2 separate regions of the Hordeum vulgare genome follow, and region 1 is linked to region 2. Evidence: chromatin contacts called from public Hi-C data. All regions are on one chromosome and are shown on one strand. The core of a region is the stretch at or near the end of the contact, and the rest is flanking DNA. Distances in the headings are between cores, read along the strand shown.

Region 1 (4,031 bases), core at 448-2,947, 410 kb after region 2:
AGCAATTTAGTTTTATCTCTTCCTCTTCTCATTCTAAGACCTCGGGTCGAGATCTCTTGTCAGTGGAGGAGAGTTGTAACAACCCAAGACCAAGACTTTCGTATATTTGTTATATATTACTCGGTTGCCTGTTGTGTGATGTTAGTTCCCTTCTTTTTTTGCATTGCATCATGTCACCATGCCATTAATTTTACCAACCAAAATGTTTCTCAAATAAATAAATTGCATAGGTCTCTTGATCCATTTAAATCGAGGGAATTCACATGGTAATTTCTCTTTATAACATATCCTCCCAATATTTTAGGGAGCTATAATAAATATCCCTTTTGGAATCACCCACAAACACACTTGCAATGTCCATGCCTTCTACTACATCTTGGCCTAAAAAACCCTTGCCAATAATTCTTTTCCATTTATCGAGACCCTCGAGCCAAAAATAAGGATAAGACCGCATCTGGGGCGTGACACTGATGATATGGGGTTTTATACATTTGGCCTTGCATCAGTGTGTTGGGCCATATGGAACAGTCACAACACAGCCACCTTTGAGAACAAAATTTTGAGCACCCCTTTTGATGTGGTGTTCTCTCCGTGTGGATTCTTTTCGTATTGGGCAGGTTTATTCGTTGGAGAGGACGAGGAGACCATGGAACACGGGGCTAATATGTTGAATACTCCTGCAACAAACTTGATGAGAATCTGCGCCACGTTCGATGGGATGAAGGTCGACTGATCTGCTGCTACCGTCATTTTGCATTAGTGCTTTGTTAATGCTACTCCTGCGTGAGCTGCTTTTGGAGTGATCTCCTAGACTTGCCTCTTTGATCTAGACTAGGAGTGATCTCCTAGACTTGCCTCTTTGATCTAGACTAGCTGTGGTAGTGAGTAGGTGTCGTTGGGTTTTCGCCCCATGGTGGGTTACTCGTTGACAGACGCTCATGGTGGGTTTCCCTTCGATGTTTTGGACTCGCTTTTTCCCCTTTCATGTTTCCTTTCGGTTGTTGTTCCTTGGACCGATGTATTTCCGTTATGTGAAAGTAATGGAAAGGGGTAGAAGCGCGGTTAAAAAAAAAAGTTAATCACCTAAGCTATACTCATTTCACTATTTGTAGGTTATATTTTGATTTGAGAAGTGAGAAACTGACTTAGAACCACATAAGTTATTCTGGAAAAGGAGGGAATAATATTTTACAGGGCTACACTTTGATTTTTTTTTAACTTACCTGAATAAATGAATTTGGCAGGTAACTTTTGGACATGCGCTATAAAAACTGAAATTTGAGTTCATCAAAGTTAGCTACTGAACCACTCGATATAATAAAAGAAAAAGGACAGTTACCGAACCACAATATACTCATATCTGACATGGTCTCACTGGGGCAGTGGTAGAAAGTTTGCATCCCTCTGAAGATAGGCCTATCAGATGAGCACCGAAACGATGATGATAGTAATCAAGCATGAACCACGCCGTCTCCGTCCGTATGTCGTCCCAGCAACGTGAATCATGGCACTGCAGACTGCAGGGCAAGCAACGGAGAGGAGTGCTGCACGCAGCGTAGAGGACACCTAGAATTAATTTCCGTTCCATTTTACAACGCGTGGGAATAAAGACCGCGTCAGGTCCCTGATTCGCCGCATCTATCACGCATTCCGATGCCCATAAATGCTGCCGATTCTGTGCCATCTCCCCCCACACCACAGGCTCCCATTTCCCGCCGCCTCCTTTCCTAAAAATCCCCCACCTCCCGTTTCTGTTCCCACCCCAATCCCTCCAAGAAACCCTCGCCCCCCGCGCCGCCATGGGCAGCGCCGCCTCGCCGCCGCGGGCCCTCGACGCGGCGACGCAGGAGGACCTCAAGCGCGTCGCCGCGCACCGCGCCGTCGACATGGTGGAGTCCGACATGACGCTGGGGCTCGGCACCGGCTCCACGGCCGCGCACGCGCTCGACCGCCTCGGGGACCTCCTCCGCACCGGCGCGCTGCGCGGGGTCGCCGGGGTGCCCACCTCCCTCAAGACGGAGGCGCACGCCGCGCGCGTCGGGATCCCCATGCTCGCGCTCGCCGACGCCGCCGAGATCCACCTCTCCATCGACGGCGCCGACGAGGTCGACCCGGACCTCAACCTCGTCAAGGGCCGCGGCGGCTCGCTCCTCCGCGAGAAGATGATCGAGGGGGCCGGTGCCCGCTTCGTCGTCATCGTCGACGAGTCCAAGCTCGTCCCCCGCCTCGGCTGCACCGGCGCCGTCCCTGTCGAGGTCGTTCCCTTCGGCAGCGTCTACACGCTCGGCCTCATCCGCAAGGTGTTCGACAAATTGCCGGGCTTCCACGCCAGGCTCAGGACCGTCAAGTCCAAGGCCGGCGACCACCAGGAGGACCTCTTCCTCACCGACAACGGCAACTACATCGTCGAGATGTTCTTCGACGACGGCATACACGGCAACCTGCGCGACATCAGCGACAGCCTGCTGCGCATCACGGGCGTCGTCGAGCACGGCATGTTCCTCGGCATGGCCACCAAGGTCATCGTCGCCAAGAAGGACGGCACCGTGGCGGTCCTCAGCAGGAAGTAGACGCCTGGGGAAGAATCTGCAGAGGAGATGACAATAAGCCAAGATTGAAGCAGAACCTCTTCTTGCTCATGCGGTGAACTTGCTCTACGTTACTGTTATTGCTCCTTATTCATGGGTATAATGCGATGGTGCCCAGCTTAGTGTGGTGAAGCTAATAAGTTTTGGACTTCGCTCCATAATGTTATCAAGTCGGTTTTCTTCATCGCTCGTCTGCCAATTTTGACTCCATGTTTAGGCCTGATATTTTTTGCTTGCATCAGCTGTCCGACCCCTCTCGATTTAGTAGTAGCCATGTGCGGACGTGCCTGTGTTTTGTGTACACCAATCCAAGACAGGAAAAGGATTGGCTACGGTCCGATAGAGTCCAAATCAAGTAGTCTCAACTAGGCATGGATGGAATGTGCATGGCAGTTTTTCTTTAGGTTTAATGCTCCGATTCAGTGCACCAGATTTCTAGATATCCGTTTGTATGGAGACACTTTCTTTTGCCACTTCTTTCTTCCTTTCTGCCACCGAAATGAGCCACTCTTTTCCGCACTTGTTTTTTGCATGGACAATAGTGTTTCGCTTTTAAGTTTTAACACAAGCAAAGAAAAAATAAACTTCGTGAAAAAAACACCTCTAAGAACATCTTGACAATGTTTCGTAAAAAATTATGGATAGTGAAATTGAAGCATTTTACATATGCTAACTTTTGAGATTTTTCTCCTAGGCAAATAGTTCTAAAAAAATCACAGAAGTAACCCTCATTGACTTTTCCAAAGTTTAAAATTGTAAGTGTTTTTTCAGATCTGAAGAATTGAAATTGCTGATTGCATCTAAAAATACATGGACCACAAAAACTTAAGTGAAAAATATATTGAGTTTTGCCCAAGCCTCTACACCATGAAACTTCTTCACAAAAAGTTTAGTATAGACTAAAAGTTCCGGTATTCCTATGGTTCATACAAACTCCTCCAGAACGTCCTACCATAAATCGTTTGAACTATTTTACAGCTTGTGTTTAAAATGATCAATTTTTTGCTGAATTATCACAATTGTTTCATGGGGTTTTCCTATCATTATGCTGTTTAGACAACAATGAAAAAAGTTTGGAGTGGAAACATCGATGTCATACTATGGCTTTGTTTTAGAGAATGTTTGATCTGCGGCAATTATAAAAGTTATATTAAATGGTTATTTCCTGCAGGAAACAGTAAAAGTTCCCGCGGATGGACTGTTTTTGCTTGCCAAGTTTGCAAGTCCCAAGTTTCAGAACGATGCTACACGTAAAACACTACACATACGATTTCTGTACGCCACTGAAGATCGAGTCATTCACACCCAGAAGCAAAATGCAGCAGGCCGGACAAAAAGAAACACAAAGAAACACATCGTATGTGTAGCAATTACGTTTCAACCAAGCTCGGGGTAGCGTCAAAGCGTGGCGTTTGGTTGCAATCTTGGAGCGCGCAGCATTGC
Region 2 (4,151 bases), core at 53-2,552:
ACTTCGTGTTACATGTAAATATGTACTTTTATTTGGTGCATCAACATTTAACCGCAAACACGGAATCGGAAACACTTAACCGCAAACACGGAATCGGTGTTTCCGGATACGTGTTTCCGATTACGTGTTTCCGTTTCCGTGTTCGTAAAAAACGGAACACGGACACATGGAATCGGAAACACGGAATCGGAAAGACGTAAACGGAAATACGAAACCGGAAACAGGTAAACGAAAACCCTTAAAATACGGAACACGGAAACACCGAAATACGGAATCGGAAACCCTGAAAAGAAAAGGGAAAAAAAAGAAAAAAAACCATTAGGACCGGTTGGTGTTACCAACCGGTTCTAAAGGTCCTCCGCCTGCGCGCACTCTTCGGCGCCCACGTGGAGGCCTCTAGCACCGGTTTGTAAGAGACCGGTGCTAAAGGGGGGGGGGGGGGGGGGCTTTAGTCCCGGATACGTAGCACCGGATGTGTATCCGGGTCCAAAGGCCCTTACCAACCGGTTCTAATACCCCTTTCTCCACTAGTGAAGATGGATCCACATACACAAGGTTCCAAATAAGACAAGTTACACTCTTGAAGCGTTACACCATGCGACAGGTACATCGACACTTTGGTCGTCCACTATTACGTGGTCACCCATGTTGGTTCCTTGCATACGGATGGTGGTGGCGGCCGCGTGTAGGCCTTCACGCCCGGCGTGGGTGTTGGTGGCGGCGGCGCATTGGTCTCCATGCTGGTCGTGCTTTCGGCCAACACATGTGTGAGGACATACCACCATGCTTCCCCTTGGAGCGCATACTACTCGTACTACCATTGGTTGGCCTCCTCAAGGCCATCCAGGTAGGTGTCTTGCTCCTCCTTCTTCACCAGCACCGACGGTGGTGGCCCAACCGGTGAAAAGGGTGAACCCATGCCTTGACGCTGGTATGCCTCTTGTTCGCTAGCGAACCACACATCCCAGTACGGGAAGTCCATCGCATAGTCGGGGCAGGCACGCAGCTCCTGATCTAGGCCAACACGACAGTGGCAGATCTCCTCCATTCGCTTGCAGGCCGACTATGGCACCGCAGGCATCAGCAGCCTATCGGGGTTTAGGTGACAGTCGGGGGGTAAATTCCTATTCGGCCATAGCGCCGGGATGCGGTGCTTCTAGTGGTAGTGTCATCTATGTACATGTAGGTATAGTCGGACGCTCGTGCGCTGAGGCTGGCGTGTGGCGGTGACATGATGATAGTGAAGCTAGCCGCTCGCACTCCCGACGAGGATGACGCCTCATGGTCGTGCTTGCTGCTCATGCGTTGAGGCTGGCGTGTGGGTCCAAACGCGCTCGTGTCCATTTAATATGACGAGTGGTGGTAGGTGGATGGTCAAAGTGCGGTGCCATGCGTAAGCTGAGCGGACAAGCTGGCGTCCATCTCCTATTCGCATGAACACAAATTGGAGCCAATTTGAGTTGGAAATGCGTTTGGACGGACGTCATGGGACATAAATTGGGGATGCATTTACGTGTTGGGCCAACATTTCTATCCGTACATTAGCGAATCAAATGGGTCAACACGTTGGAGTTGGCCTTATCTCATACTACTAGGAATTTTAGAATTCTTGCATCACTTTTTACCCTTTATTTTCCATGACAACCGCAAGAACTTCGAAAAAATACGTGTTCGCGCAGGCCAAGTTTTAAAAAGAGAAGGTGATTTTGAGCATTGAATATAATACAATATTTGTAAGTGAAAATGATGCTACTTAACACCATAATAATCTATCATTCAGAGAAGATCATGTTGGAAGAAAACCAGGCATGCAGATCCTCCTAGAGGATAAGACGACATGCGGTATGAGAGTCACCCACTCGTACTGATGCTCATAACATATGGCACCACCATCATCTAGTTAACTATTTAACAATTGTGTGATGAGAACTCGCAAAGAAGGAACAAAGAGGCCAAAAGTCAGGATGGGAATCAACCGAGTCGGCCCATCGAGTTGCTGATCCGATCCAAAAACTTGAGTCCAATGGGTTTGTGTGTTGGTCTCAAATGAGATTTGGATCAACAAAGCCGGCACCGGGTGACCCGTTAGATGAAATGGGTCAGCCCACCTTATAGTCTTATATATCAAAATAGCTCCAATTTCCGTCACACCTACGTTGTCACATGACATAATTTTGTGATGCAACCGGTCGTATAATGCTCGTGTATATGAATGATACGTCTCCTACGTATCTATAATTTTTGACTGTTCCATGATATTATATTATCAATCTTGGATGTTTTATAAGAATTTATATGATTTTTTATATCATTATTGAGCACTAACCTATTAACCCAGTGCCTAGTGCCACTTGTTGTTTTCTGCATGTTTTTGTCCTTTCAAGAATACTATGCCAAACGAAGTCCAAATGCCCTAAAACTTTTTGATGATTTTTCTAGAAAACAGTAAGACCGAGAAGCTTTGGAGGTAGAACGGAGGCCACACGAGATTGGGCCAAGCCAACAGGGTGCGCCCAAGGGTGGCGGTCGCGCCCATATGGCCTGGGGCAACTTCCCACGGCCTCTGGCCCTGATCTCTTTTATACAAATTCACTTATTTGGGGAAAACCCCTAGAGAGCCTCCCGACACACTTTTTTCGCTGCCACAAACTTCAGTTCTGCCATGTTCCCATCTGTAGCCCTGTTGCAGTGTCCTGTCGGAGGGGGATCAATCACGGAGGGCATCTACATTAATCTTGCTGCTCCCATGATGATGTGTGAGTAGTTTACCACAGACCTACGTGTCCGTAGATAGTACCTAGATGTCTATCTCTCTTTCTCTATATGATTTTCATTGCCAAGATCACCACGATTCCCTAGTGATCTATCTTATGTCATCACTCTTGTGCGGTGCGTTTGTTGGTATTCGATGAATTACAAGTTTATGTTCAAATTATTCATGAAAGTATATTGAGTCTTTGCTAATCTTTTATATATGCATGATTATGATAGTTTTGTATTTCTCTCCGATCTCGGGTTGGTTTTGCCAACTAGTTTGATTTTTCTTCAACGAGAGTGGTTCATTGTAATGGGTTCAATCTTGAGGTGCTCAATCCCACTGACAGAGAGGGACATGCCACGTATTTGTATTGCTGCCATTAAGGATAAAACAATGGGGTGTATTCATATTAGTTGTTTTTTACTTTGTGTGCATCATGTCATCTTGCTTAAGGAGTTACTCTGTTTTACTTAATAATCAAAATGCATGTTGGATAGCGGTCGATGAGCAAAGTATTAGTAGTAGATGCACGCAGGAGTCGGTCTACTTGCATATGGATGTGATGCCTATATGTAATTATCATTGCCATGAATAAATATTGCATGACTATCTACTTTTCTATCAATTGCCCAACAGTAATTTGTTTACCCACCGTAAGCTTTATACGAGAGAGAAGCCTCTAGCGAATACTATGTACCCGGGTCTCTACAAATCAAATTTCAAAACAGTAAAAACATTTCTGTTATTTATATTCTATAATTTTACTTTATATTTATTTTACATTTATATTATCTATCTATCACTACTTATCTCTTGCAAGTAACGAGTTCAAGGGGATTGACAATCCTCTTGCCCGCATTGGGTGCAAGTGTAAGCTCTTTTGTGTGTAGGCACTGAAGTCAGGCATTTGCGTGGTCCTCCTATTGGTTTGGTAACCTTGCTTCTCACTTAGGAACATACTTATCTCTACTATGATGCATCTCCCCTCCTCTTCGGGGAAAATCCTAACACGGTTTACAAGTAGTAGGAAGAATTTATGGCGCCATTGCCAGTGAGTACCACCAAATACTTATCAAGTACCTTCACACAAACTATCATTCACTTGTTCTAATTTTTATCTGTTGTTATCTTAGTTTGCATAAATATATCAAAAATACAAAAATATTTATCTTTGCTAGTTTACTTGCTTGCTTGTTATAGTTGTTAGTTTACTTGCTTTGCTTGTTACTTTTCTTGTTTCATAATTATGTCTCAAGATAAATTCTATTAGATCTCCTATTACGAGAGGATGACTTAAATTGAGAGTTCCATGAATTTTTTTATGACCACACACTATGAGCTTAATAAATTTTGCCAAGGAAATCAAGGAGCACTCCTCTTTACTAGATGATAT

What was found. Hi-C and Micro-C count contacts between places; a contact is called where the count stands out from the background.
Region 1: a Hi-C map of seedling shows a contact between it and region 2, with 2.1 times the contacts expected there. The contact joins the promoter of LOC123426431 here to the enhancer-like site in region 2. A contact is called at or near these places in 1 of 6 Hi-C or Micro-C datasets (seedling) and 1 of 1 datasets of contacts at active chromatin or transcription factors (embryo).

The regions. Positions count from the first base shown.
Region 1 is chr2H:405,485,391-405,489,421 of MorexV3_pseudomolecules_assembly, forward strand. LOC123426431 (probable ribose-5-phosphate isomerase 2) reads left to right here and starts at 1,698. Exons shown (of 1, transcript XM_045110269.1): 1 at 1,698-2,772. The coding sequence starts at 1,800. The coding sequence ends at 2,570.
Region 2 is chr2H:405,080,304-405,084,454 of MorexV3_pseudomolecules_assembly, forward strand. No RefSeq gene overlaps it. Among protein-coding and RNA genes, the nearest start is that of LOC123426430, 170 kb to the left of the region's middle. Within about 2 kb of position 1,303, at least 3 of the 3 cell types and tissues checked have open chromatin away from gene starts, as enhancers often do. A contact at or near this core is called in seedling, where this site is marked.